Linked DNA regions of Astyanax mexicanus: region 1 is linked to region 2. The links are chromatin contacts, called in public Hi-C maps. All regions are on one chromosome and are shown on one strand. The core of a region is the stretch at or near the end of the contact, and the rest is flanking DNA. Distances in the headings are between cores, read along the strand shown. Region 1 holds the start of klf6a (Kruppel-like factor 6a). Region 2 has its middle 41 kb from the start of ccny.

Region 1 (6,161 bases), core at 2,529-5,028, 220 kb before region 2:
TCCAATTCCAAACATGTCTGGCGTGGGGAAACAGGGAACACAAGGTTAGAACATTGGGGAACCCTTCAATTTTTTAGTTTTCAATTCTGGCTTAAATATTGTGCAGTGCATGTTCAGCATTTCGTTGAATTCCCAGTCCAATTCCCTGTCCAGACGGGAACTGCACTGCTGTGCTAAATAGTGCCTAGGCAAGACATTTAATTCTACACTCGTCAAGTCAACCATTGTCAACTAAGTCACTCTGGACCAAACGTGTCTGCTGAACAAATGCAAATGTAATCAATCATCAGGTTCCTCAAAACAGGCCAACCAAGCAGAAAGCCATATCCCCTTTGGCGCTAATGAGGAACAATCTTTCCATCATCTCTCTCACGACAGGTTATCCTGGGGGATGTCCAATTTCCTGGCACATCTCAAGCTTCAAGTCTTGCTTCAAGACCTTTCTCCATGCAGTATCTGACAGCACCACTGACAGTGTAGTTTAGAGCTCCAGACTGAGCTCAGGGGAATGAATGAACGTTGTCTAAGAACATCTCTAAAGATCAGCAATTCCACGTGTCAAAATGTTACGCATGTTTGACACACACACACCTAAAAAATGAACCCAATTATGGTGCTCTCAGCATGATTGTGTCCAAATTTAGCTTGGCTTAAGCCAACGTTGCAGCGCCTCATTCTGAAAGACTAACATTTATTCACTTGGTTAACAGTGGCCACGTGAGTCATGCACTCGGCCCTTTTCAGAGTCCTTTTAAGGAAGCCACAACACTTCCTCTCTCTGCTCTGCTTATGTTGAGCTTCCTCATTCAGACTCGTGAACATCCAACCACACCACTGGGTTAAAGTGAACAGCTGTAAGCAGAAGTAAACTCAGCAGTGGTGAAGCGAGTACCAAGAAACACCACTTAAAATGTATGTACTCAACCAATGTTCTCTTGCTAGCGCTGCTTGTGCAAATGACGGAAGAAGCACATTCTCAAGGCCTGGGTCATCTTGTGAGTGCGTGGGTGTGAGTGTGTGTGTGTGTGTCTGTGTGTAAGTGAGTGTGTTTTTAAATGCATGTGTGAATGAGTGTGTTGGAAGTAACCACTGGGAAAGCAAGTATGAACACATTCGAGACGGTGCTTGGCTCTTGGCTTGAATCCGAGAACCTCAATCGCCTGAGGGTTTACTACCTGGCTGGATTTCAATCATGCTCTGACTGAATATTCTCAAGGGAAGAAAAGCGGCATGTAACACCCTCGCCTGTCACACCGCTATGCTGCGTTATCATACTAAACCCAGCCTCCTTCTTGGATTATTTTTCATATTTCCATGTGTCATTGATTTTCTAGCTTTGGGAGCCAGTCAGAGGCCTAGTAGAGAGTCCTCAAGACCTTCTCTCAATCATAGAAGCTCAGGAGACCCACACAGTGTTAAAGTCACCACATGTTTTGGCTACTATACTGGCTATGAGGTCTAATATTAGTACACTAAAATCACTATAAATATGTCTTCTAATTATACCTAGGTTTATTTTTAAGGCGTTTTTTTATTAACTATGTGAGGTTTAGAATGACATGTTGCCAAATCATGCATTTTTCTTCCTTTTTGAATTGAAGCTCCTCTAAAATCCTAAAAGTCTGGGTGAAAGGCAATCATATTAAAACATAGTATTATAACTTACAATGTAGTTTTATGATGTACCATGTAAATGTTCACAAAAGTTGCCAACTCATTCATTTTCCTCCATTCTGTGAACATAGGCTGTTTAAAAAACATAACTTAAAACAGACTCCTTTACCATTCTGGATGGTATTATATAGATACCTGTGCACTTTGTAGGGTTATGAAATAAGGGATCACCCTAGCTAATAAATGCAAAGTAAGTTTGAGTGTCTGGAATCTTCAAAGTGTCAAGCAGTGGGTTGCCAAATCATGCATTTTCCAAGTGTCTATACATCTAAGCCTAAACCATTCATATTATTAAGATGAGATTTAACATATATATATATATTTTAACTTTCTTTACAGATATACACATATAGGTTGCCAAATAATTAAGTTTTCTCTTTTCATTGCACTTATACTAGTCTAAGACTCTTAAACACAGCAGTGCTCCCTTAACAGTGTTACAGTAACTTACTCCACTCCACTAGCTATCAGCGGGAGGCGACACTGACTTGCACTTTGACAGCGCACTCAGCTGCTGCAGGCTTGCGCTCCTTTTACTCACAAACCGCCTGCTTCCTTTGCTTAATTGCAAAAAAAAATACTCCAGCAACACATTGCTACAACTACTACAACTGCTGCTGCTACTATTACTATACTCTTTCTGCTGAACCTAGGCATGGCATGGCAGCGAGGTTGGCAAGGCTTGTGCAAGCGTGACAGACACGGCTGGCATTTCAATTCAAAGCCATGCACACACACGCACATAGCTCACATACATGCAAGTTAGGCGCCCATTTAGCTATCTAACCACAACCACAGCGCCTCAGCCAGTCAGAAGAGGGGAAGCATGTTTTTGAATCAGCTGCGTGCGTAACGCTGTGGATAAGACTACTTTTTTTTTGCTTTTAATGTTATTATACGTTTTCTGCTTATTATAAAGATATATATTACTCTTATCACCTGTTGCCATAATTATTTTAGCGTGACACTACTGGTATTTAAATTTAACGCCATGCACACACACATATTATATTTATATAACATACATGCAACTTAGGCGCACATTTAGCTATCTAACCACAACCATAGTTAAACTGACAGAGTCAGCCAGTCAGAAGCCAGTTTTGAACCATGTTTTTGGACAAGGCATTACTCACGATGTGGGTATTGCGCACAATATTTTATTATTGTATTATTTATTGTATTATAAGGAAATTCATACAAAAAAAGCTGTTATTGTTATTATAGTATTATTCAAGCATGACACACTACTGGTATTTAAATTTAAAGCCATGCATACACACACACAGATATGAATGCAAGTTAGGCGCCCACTTTGCTAAAGCAAACCACAACCACAGTCACAGTGTCAGTCTCAGCCAGTCAGAAGCAGGGGGCAGCCTGTGTTTGAATCAGAGGCGTGCGTACCACTCTCTCTATATCTCTCTCTCGCGCTCTCTATGGATCCATGCATATATAACTTATATGGGCATTGCGCATTTTAAAGCCATCTATCATGCACTATAAAGAATGAATTACCTGTTGCCAGTATTCTTCAAGCGAGGGCAGCGCTGAGAAGTAGCCCGTGTCGTGGACGATCTGGAGCTCCTGAAAAATGCTGCACATGGGTAGCACATCCATGGCAAAATCCCAGCAGAAAGAAGGGAAAGAGGGGTAAAACCAGAAGGGGGGGAAAGCTGTGGAAGTTCTAAAGTTATCTGGGGCTCGCAGAGCTTCCCGTCGTTTCTCTCCGCGTCTGTCTTCTCGCTCTCTGTCGGGAAGACCACCTCGTTTGCGCTCGTGACAGCGGAGAGAGGGTCCTCCTTCTCTTTCGTCTTCGTCTCGGTCGTACTATTCTCGCGGGTGCGTGTGTCTCGCACATGCAACAGCGGAGCAGTGGAGCGTCGCTTGTGCGCGGATGGTCCTGTGAGTGTGCGTGCTGTGTGCGTGTCCCTCACGCTCTCTCACGCTGGATAGAGCTTGCTCGCATGGACCAAACACACACACACTCTCTCTCTCTCTCTCTCACGCGCTCGCTCGCGCTCTCTCTCTCTCTCTCAGATACTGAAGTTCAGCTGGAAGCCCTGCTGCTGCTGCTGCGCTCTGTCAAACTTCTCTATTCAAACCTCGCAGCCCCCTCGCCCCCCGCCCTTGCTTTATTTTTCAGATTTTTTTCCCCGCAAACGGACCAATCAGAGGCGACCAGGTTGCGCGGGCGCATATGATATCACCTTGAGCCAATCACCGCGCCTAATGCAGATCAACTCGCCTCTTCTCCATCCTCATTGGCCCGCTCATCGTCCGGCCCCGCGCTCTGATTGGCCGGCTATTTTTAGACCCATATATAAAGGACTTGGGTACAGACACACTCTCTCGGCTTCTGCTTTTTTATTTTTTGACGGTGGCGGCGGTGGTGGTGTTGCTGCTGCTGGTTCACTCCGTGCCACAGATCCACTTTAACTCACTTCAGCTCACTTTAGCTTACTCCAGTTCCCTTTACAGAGCCTGTAATCACCCCAAGCCCATATTTAAGCAACACCTTCTCCATTTCTGGTACATACTGGTGGCTTTTTTGAACTCTTGGCATTTCAGTAGCCAAGTTCTTTTCCTAATGCTCTCTTACTATTTATTCACTTATATTCACTTTTATTAACTTTCAAAACTATGGAAGCCAGTTCCCGTTACCTCAAAAAAAAATAAATCTAAATAAATAAATCCAGCAGCTGTCCAGCACATTTTTAAGTCATTATTTTAAGATAGTAAGTTGTTATTTTGAGATACTCTCATAATTCTGAGATACAATCTAAATATTTTGAGATAGTAATTCATTATTCTGAGAGTTACATTATGAGATAGCACATTACTTAATAATAAGTACTTAATAATTATGGATAATGGATTTTTTTTTTATTTTAGGTGGCGTGCATAGTCTTTCATACAAAACAAACCTTACTACACTGTAAAAAAATATTTTTGCTTTGGTTCTTAAACAAGTAAACACGTCCACAAACTACCACAGAGAAGGTGTTTGGTCCAGACTTTTGGACTTTTCAGTTTGGTCCGAACCAAAGTAGCAGGTGTGAAAGGGAATGCGAACCACCATCTAAAGGACTAAAAGAACCAGAGCGGAACTTCTAAAGCATGGTCTGGTTTATCTGCAATGTAAAATCACTTGCCTAGATGGTTCAACCTAGACTTTTTACTGGAAGTTGACGTAGTCTTTAATCAAACCAGAGGGCTTTGTGATTTTTCTCTCCGCAAAAAACAATTACAATGTCATTAGAGATCAGATTTTTCAACTCATGTTTGGGGACAAAACAAATCTCAGATCAGCTGCTTGCGCTTTCTTAGGCTCGGACCAAAACACACACAAAAAAAAAAAATCAAAATATGTCATTAATTTGCTTAAATATAAATTTGGTAAAAATTTTAAGCTGTCTAAAGTAAGCTAGAGTGCTAAAGTGTATGGCAAGTCATTCTAAAATAACCATTTATAGCCATCCCTAGGTGCAATATTACCACTTATTTACTATTTATTTGCTGTTTACTGTATCACGGCCATACAAACTTACGTCGAACCATGTTTCCTCTAATCTTATTTTTCTAGATTTATATATATATTAGTACTTTTATATTCTCTTGTAAAAACTCAGATTAAAGATACAGATAGGATATCATATAAATTGTTATTCCAGATATCTTGAATATGGAAAACTAAAGCGTGCTTTGAGCGCAGGTTCACAAATCAGTTTACTATATTCACTATGAAATTATTTTTCCATTATTTATGTAGCCATAGAAACTCCCAAAAGTTTAAGCTGTTACACTGACATTAGACTGTACACTTACTAACAGGTTAAAGTGTTTTTTAATCACTGTAATGACTTTCAAATGTATTGGAGTCCAAATAAAATGGCACCCACATTAAAACACTTCAGTAAAGTACAAATACAAGACAAAGCTACTTTAGTACAGTAATAAAATACATGTACTTTTTACTGCCTACCACTGCTGCCCTTTAAATTGATTTTGGCTCAGTTCTTAAACAAGCAAGCATGTCCACAAACTACCACAGAGCTCAACACACACAGCACCACACACTTCCACCAGGGGAGCCACATGGACTGAATCATAGTCAGGGGAGGAGAGCTATGATCAGCACTAATGTGAGCAAACCACTCTTTAAATAGGCACAAACCAGAAGGAAGATGCTGAGCCTTGCAGTGGACTTTCTGACTAATGTACCTTACCAACTGATTGGGCCACATAGGCCTGTTTTCCATGCTCATGACTCACAACAGTGATCTAAATGCTCAAAGTTTCATTACAGGCTGTTGTCCTGGTTTCTGTTTAAAGTCTGTTTGACAAGCATAGTGAATATGTAGGTTAAAGGGGGAAGTCTATGATTCTTCAAAACTTCTGAATAACTACATGGTTATGATGTCAGTCTTTTAGAGAACTTGGTGTGAAATGCTTTGTTTGGGTCTGTAGAGGTGAGTGCAGCTAAA
Region 2 (6,309 bases), core at 3,642-6,141:
GATTGACCCTGAACTTTGACTCTGGCTTTCCAAGCTGTGATAAGAGATGGAGCCTGTTTTTACTATTGGAAGTGTCTACATACATCAAATATAATTCTGCTTTCATTTCTGTGCATTGCATTTACCAAATTCCATATGCTAGATATGTTAGCGATTTCCTGGTATAGCTAGTGGAGACAGTACCAAATACATTATGAAAACCATTTGGATAACCCCAATCTTGCACTGGAAACAGTTACATTTTTTGTGTGCAGAATTGTTAATTTATGCTTGTTTGAATTATTGATACACAGAAAATACAGAATTACACAATTACTGTAAAGTCTGTGAAATAATTCATATTTAACAGTTAAAACTGGTGTTTTGTGCTTTTGTTCGCCTTTTTTTTTTGCTGCAAGAGTTTAAGCCTTAATTTTGTCCTGGATTTGTATGAAAAAGTCTTAAATATTATTTTCACTTACCTACAGATACCTTGTTATTACTGTGTGGTAAATGGTGATTTATAATACAGAGAATAAAGCTAAAAATGCAATAAAGGTACAGAAATTAACAGTAGTTACTAATTATTAATTAACACTAGTGTATTAGGCATTATTTTGTATAATTAAATGTCTCAATTCATCAGTATTTATTTCTCAAGCATTAAAATTTAGTAATGTTTAACAATGTCTTAACTAGTGTTAATTGACCCTGCCTGCATTACATTGGACATCATATATATATATATATATATATATATATATATATATATATATATATATATATATACACCAGAGCCAACGAGACAAAGTAAGAGCTCATTTTTAATCATTTTATTTGACTTTGTATCATGTTTATTTTACTGTTTTATTTTTTTCCAACACTGGAATATAATTCAGGTCTGAAAAAGTTAATTTAATAATTAGTTGGTGCATTACTTAACCATTTAAGTATGTTTTTTTACTGCTGTAAGAACTGTTAATTAATGCACCTTTACTGAACAATGTAAATCAATACAGCAGTGGAAAAGCACTATATATTTGAGTTTTATTTGAGATTTATTATGTCCTTTTTGTCAGGTGTACAACAGAATAGCAGTGGCAACACAGCAGTCAGGTACTATGCTTTACAATGGTGTTTCTTCACATCTCCACAGGATTCAAATAATGTCCACAATTGTTTTTAGGAGGATTAATGGAGCTGTCGGTGATTCACGGGTGACTTACGTTATTCCAAACCTGAATGATGATGCATGTTTAAATGACTCATAGAGAGAGAAAGAGAATAAGAGTAATAGGCATTAATTGCTTTTCCAGTTAACCACACACACACACACACACACACACACACACACACACACTGCGTACAATTAAAAAATATCCCAGACAGTTTGGAGCAGCTTGGAGGCGAACCCAGTTGCACTTGCCGATTTCCATGAGCTGTGTGTCTTGGCAGTAATTGAATCAAGAGAGCCAAGAGTGGGTCTAAAGGAGAGAGAGGGAGATGCAGAGAGAGAGAGAGAGAGAGAGAGAGAGAGAGAGAGAGAGACAGACAGACAGAGAGAGAGACATCAGTTAAAGAAGCAGGACGGTGAGATGAGCTCCTGTCAGACTCGACCAAGCATGACCAACTCTGTCATCTCCCCCAACCTCAACACACTGACATGCATCTAAGACTGACAATATCTCTCTCTCTCTCTCTCTCTCTCTCTCTCTCTCTCTTTCTCCCTCGCTCTCTCCGTCTCCATGCTCAGTCAGCGTCCAGGAGGCATCAGTCTTGGATCACTACGCTCAATCAAAGCCTGGTCGGGAAAGAGACGCATAATGTGACAGAGACAATGTCTCTTTGATGCCGCCTCGTCAGCCAGGAGAGCCAGACGATTCAAGAGAGACAGAGTAAGAGAGATAGAGAGAGAGAATAAGAGAGAGAGAGAGATAGAGGGAGAAATAATGCTTTTAATATATATCATATTTATTAGATTGATTTTTTTGTAAAAAAAGATAAACAGAATGTGTGGAAGAGAAACAGTTGGCGTTAAAGTAGGAGAACAAACAGGATAGACAGACAGACAGACAGACAGACAGACAGACAGACAGACAGACAGACAGACAGACAGACAGACAGACAGACAGACAGACAGACAGACAGATAGATAGATAGATAGATAGATAGATAGATAGATAGATAGATAGATAGATAGATAGAATCCATACAGGAGTGCTCCTCAAAAATTTAGTAGAAAGCCTTCTTCCCTGGACAGTAGGGACAGTTACTCCAACAAAAGCAGAATAAACTCTTTTTTAATTATTTTAATATTGGGAGAAACACAAAAGAACCAAATATCCCAAAACTTTTGTCTGTAGAAAAAGAGAAAGAAAGGGAGAGACTTACACAGACAGATAGAGAAAGAGGGAAAGAAAGTGTATGTGTGTGTGTGTGTGTGTGTGTGTATGTAGACTCCATAAGGTGTGGATCAGCCTTCACGCCACAGCTGTATTATGTCTAATCCCGCGGCTGACCCCTAGGTCGTCACTATTTGATTAATTGGTCACAGTTTTAATTAGCGAGGCCCTTCAAGACCACCCAAATCGAATAAAAGTGCACGACTGCGATGCAGTGAAATAAAACACTGTGATGAAGGCTATCAAAGCCACTTTGCGATATTATCTCCTCATTTCATTTTGATTGTTTTACCTGCAGGCCCATCTCCTTCCTCTGCCCTTTCCCTAACAGCGGCGGTGGCCGGGCCAAACGAGGGGGGAATGGGGGCGCGGGATAATAATAATAATAATATTTTTTTGTGGTTATGTAATGTCGTTTAAAGCTTAATGCAATTTATATCAAACCCATCACGTCTCTGGAGCTGCAAATGTGCTCTGAGAGCAGGATATCTTCATCACTGTGAAGACGGACACCCAGTAAGGCAGTGCTCACAGTGCCCTCTAGTGGGTCTGAGGGCAAGACTGTCACTGGTCAGAGTCACTAGGGTGACACACGAGCCGGAGGGGAGGGGGGGGTTCTTCAGGGCTACAAGAGCTGTCAGTCAGAGAGGTTCTCTGTGGGGTAAAGGGAAAACCCCAGACCTGGTTTTCACTTTCTCTTCACACTCACACACTCACACTCACACACACACACTCATGCAGACTGTAACAGTTTTTCCCTCCTCCCTTTATCTTCTGTCTAGAAATGGAATTAAAGCTCTGTGATCAATACAGAAGTATTTACACCGTGTAGATGGTGGTAAAAAGTCAATCTGAGTAACTTTCCTCCATTAAATTTGTAACCCTTGATTCTTTTATGGTGTCACATTTTCTTAAAGGGCCTATATCAAGGCTCAATCTTCCTTATATATGTTTATATTTTAATATATATACTGATCAGCCACTTTCACAATTATGATCCTTTGTTTTTACCACTGTGTTCTAGGAAAACGTTCTAGGAAGGTGCCTCGGGTCATCCAGTTCTTCTAGTCCAGACACTCCAATCCTTTAAGTAGAGGTGAGAGGAGCTGACATAAACATTGACAATGTTTAAAAACCCTAAAAAACACTACATATTCAGACTGGCATTTATATAATGCAATAAAATATACAGCAGTACATATAACAACAATAACGGTTTTAATACCACCTATTTTACATTGTTGGCATAAAAAAGTATTTTAGTCCTCGCAACATTTTAAATGAGGCACAATGCAGAGCAAATAATCCTTTTAATAATTAGAGATAAATGATATTATAGTGTATGTGTTTTACTGTGGCATTGTTTGTTTTGTGTACAAACAAAAAACATAAGTTTGATCTAAAAGCTGTTCAGCATCCTAAATTACACAATCAGGCTCAACATTCTGGTGTTGAAATAATGTTGAGCTCTTGAAAACGATCCTAAAAGAGAGCAATACAAATAGCAAATACAGCTCTGGGAAAAAAATTAGACCACTTAAAATGATGAGTTTCTTTGATTTTACCCAATTGAAAACCTCTGAAATATAATCAAGAGGAAGATGGATGATTACAAGCCATCAAACCAAACTGAACTGCTTGAATTTTTGCACCAGCAGTGGCACAAAGTTATCCAAAAGCAGTAGAGTAAGACTGGTGGAGGAGAAAATGTCAAGATGCATGAAAACCGTGATTAAAAACCAGGGTTATTCCACCAAATACTGATTTCTGAACTTTATGAACATTAACTTGTTTTGTTTGCATTATTTGGGGTCTGAAAGCTCTGCATCTTTTTTGTTATTTCAGACATTTCTCATTTCCTGCAAATAAATGCTCTAAATGACAATATTTTTATTAATGTTAATTTTACTCAAACATAAACCCATAAATAGCAAAATCAGAGGAACTGATTCAGAAACTGAAGTGATCTCTTAATTATTTCCAGAGCTGTATATTGTAAAATAATAGAAAAGTTTCTTCTTTTATTAAGTTACAGTTTCTGTGTGGCTGATGTGATTTTCCATGTAGTTTGTGTAGTTTTCTGTGTTGATAAGCTAGTTGATATGGTGTTTATACTGTAGTCAGTTGCTCGGATGGATTTGGTGGTGTCACATGTGGTTGCTGTGGTATTTCAGGTGATTTCTCTTTTATTGCTACATAGCTGGTTGCTATGATGCTGCTAAGTGGTTGCAGTGTTTCTACAATGATATTTCACGAGTGGTATTTATGGTGTTGTTATAGTATGTTATGGTAAATTGGTATCCAAGGTGGTTGTTGTGGAGTTGCTAGGTGGTTTCTAGATTAGAAAAAAAGAGTAAATGATCTGCTGTTTGCAGCAATAATAATAAATGTGTTCTGGGCGGTAAGTTGACCTGCACAGCTAAAACAGCCCCACAGAGTAGAGCGGTCCAGGCCAGCGGTCAGTGTCACAGCAATGCGGACAGGCTACAAACAAACACCCAGACCACAGCCGGTCAGAAAACTGCAAACATGCTGTAACAGAGAGAGAGCAGGGCATCTGAGGACGAGTGGAAGAAGTGAGATCACTGAGCTGCAGATCTCAGACTCTGCCAGGTTTGTTTAGCTGCTTCCTCACCAGCTTTCTCCTGGGAAACCTTTCACATTTCTCCATTATTATGTCACACACTGGTTGCTCATGACAACAATCACTATTGACAACAATCTTGACAACAATGGCTATGCTGCGTACACATCAAAGAGACGAGCGCGAGAGATGAGGGAAGAGTAGCTTCAAACTCTAGATTAAAATTCACTCCTATATCTCTCTCTCCCTGACTCTCTCTCTCTTTCTTTTCTTCGCTCTATTCATCTCATCCTAGAATATCTCATTATTCGTCTCATTTTCATTTCCTCTCTTTCTTCCTCTTTTATTGTTTTTTCCTTTAATTTCACTAGTTCTTCTTTATCCTCATTTCATCTTCTTACTTTTTCCTTTTTTCCCTGCATACTTATTCTATACTCTCTCAATCATTCTCTCATCCTGTTTTTTTTCTAATATTGTCTTTAAATCTTGTTGTTTATTCTTATTTCTCCTTCCATTCTTCTCTTTCTTCTTTTTTCATCTTCTTTCTCTCTTTCCTTCACTCTCTCTCTCTTACACACCTTCTACATCTTGCCCTTTTTATATCTATCTGTTTTGTCCAGTTTCTTTTGTTTTATTTTATTTGTTCCCTTTATCAGTCATTCTCACCCATTAATTTGAAATGGTCTCTTTATCCTCATCCATGATTTTTCCTATGATTTATCCTAATACTTTTTTGATTGGTACTTTCTTTGTTTCTTTCTTTGTCTTTTTTTCCACTTTCTACTTTTCTGTTCTATTTCTCCAGTTTTATCCTCTATTTTATCATCTACCTTTCTTTCTTCACACTTTTAAATGACATATCTCTCTTTCTTTTAATAATTTGTGTCATCTCTCATTTCATTCTCTCTGTCTTACTTCATGTCTTCTTTCCAAAGGAAAATCTTCTTTCTCTGGCTTTAGTATAAACTTCATTATATGGACAAATGTTTTGGGACACCGCTAATGTATTAATTCACCTGGAATCAAGAAATTAATATAGAGTTTCTTCTACTTTTGTTGGGGTAGCTGTTAAAGGAAGAGTATTAGATATTCAATGATCACCTGCCCCCCTGTCCCCAACTCCCCAACTCATCCGAAAAGTACTGGATGGATCACCATCATTCCAAATTCCTCTTTAGCAATATTTCTCTACAGGTACTACACAAGCTGCATGTATATTTACACATCTGTGTCAGCAATGGGTGCAACTTTAATTAGAAGGAGTGTCCACAAACATCTGGACATATTTGTTTAGTATATCTGTGCATCTGTTTCTCTGATCTCTGATCATTCAGAAAAGTCTGA

Evidence for each region. A called contact is a pair of places that touch in the nucleus more often than the background predicts.
Region 1: a contact with region 2 is called in a Hi-C map of muscle, with 7 times the contacts expected there. The contact joins the promoter of klf6a here to the enhancer-like site in region 2. A contact is called at or near these places in 2 of 3 Hi-C or Micro-C datasets (both in muscle).

What each region holds. Positions count from the first base shown.
Region 1 is chr6:48,165,736-48,171,896 of AstMex3_surface, reverse strand. It overlaps klf6a (Kruppel-like factor 6a), which reads right to left and starts at 3,778. Exons shown (of 4, transcript XM_007238620.4): 1 at 3,193-3,778; 2 at 1-17. The coding sequence starts at 3,294. The region is part of intron 2 of LOC107197132; the gene reads left to right.
Region 2 is chr6:47,946,418-47,952,726 of AstMex3_surface, reverse strand. No RefSeq gene overlaps it. Among protein-coding and RNA genes, the nearest start is that of ccny, 41 kb to the right of the region's middle. Within about 2 kb of position 4,891, the one cell type or tissue checked has an H3K27ac peak away from gene starts, as active enhancers do.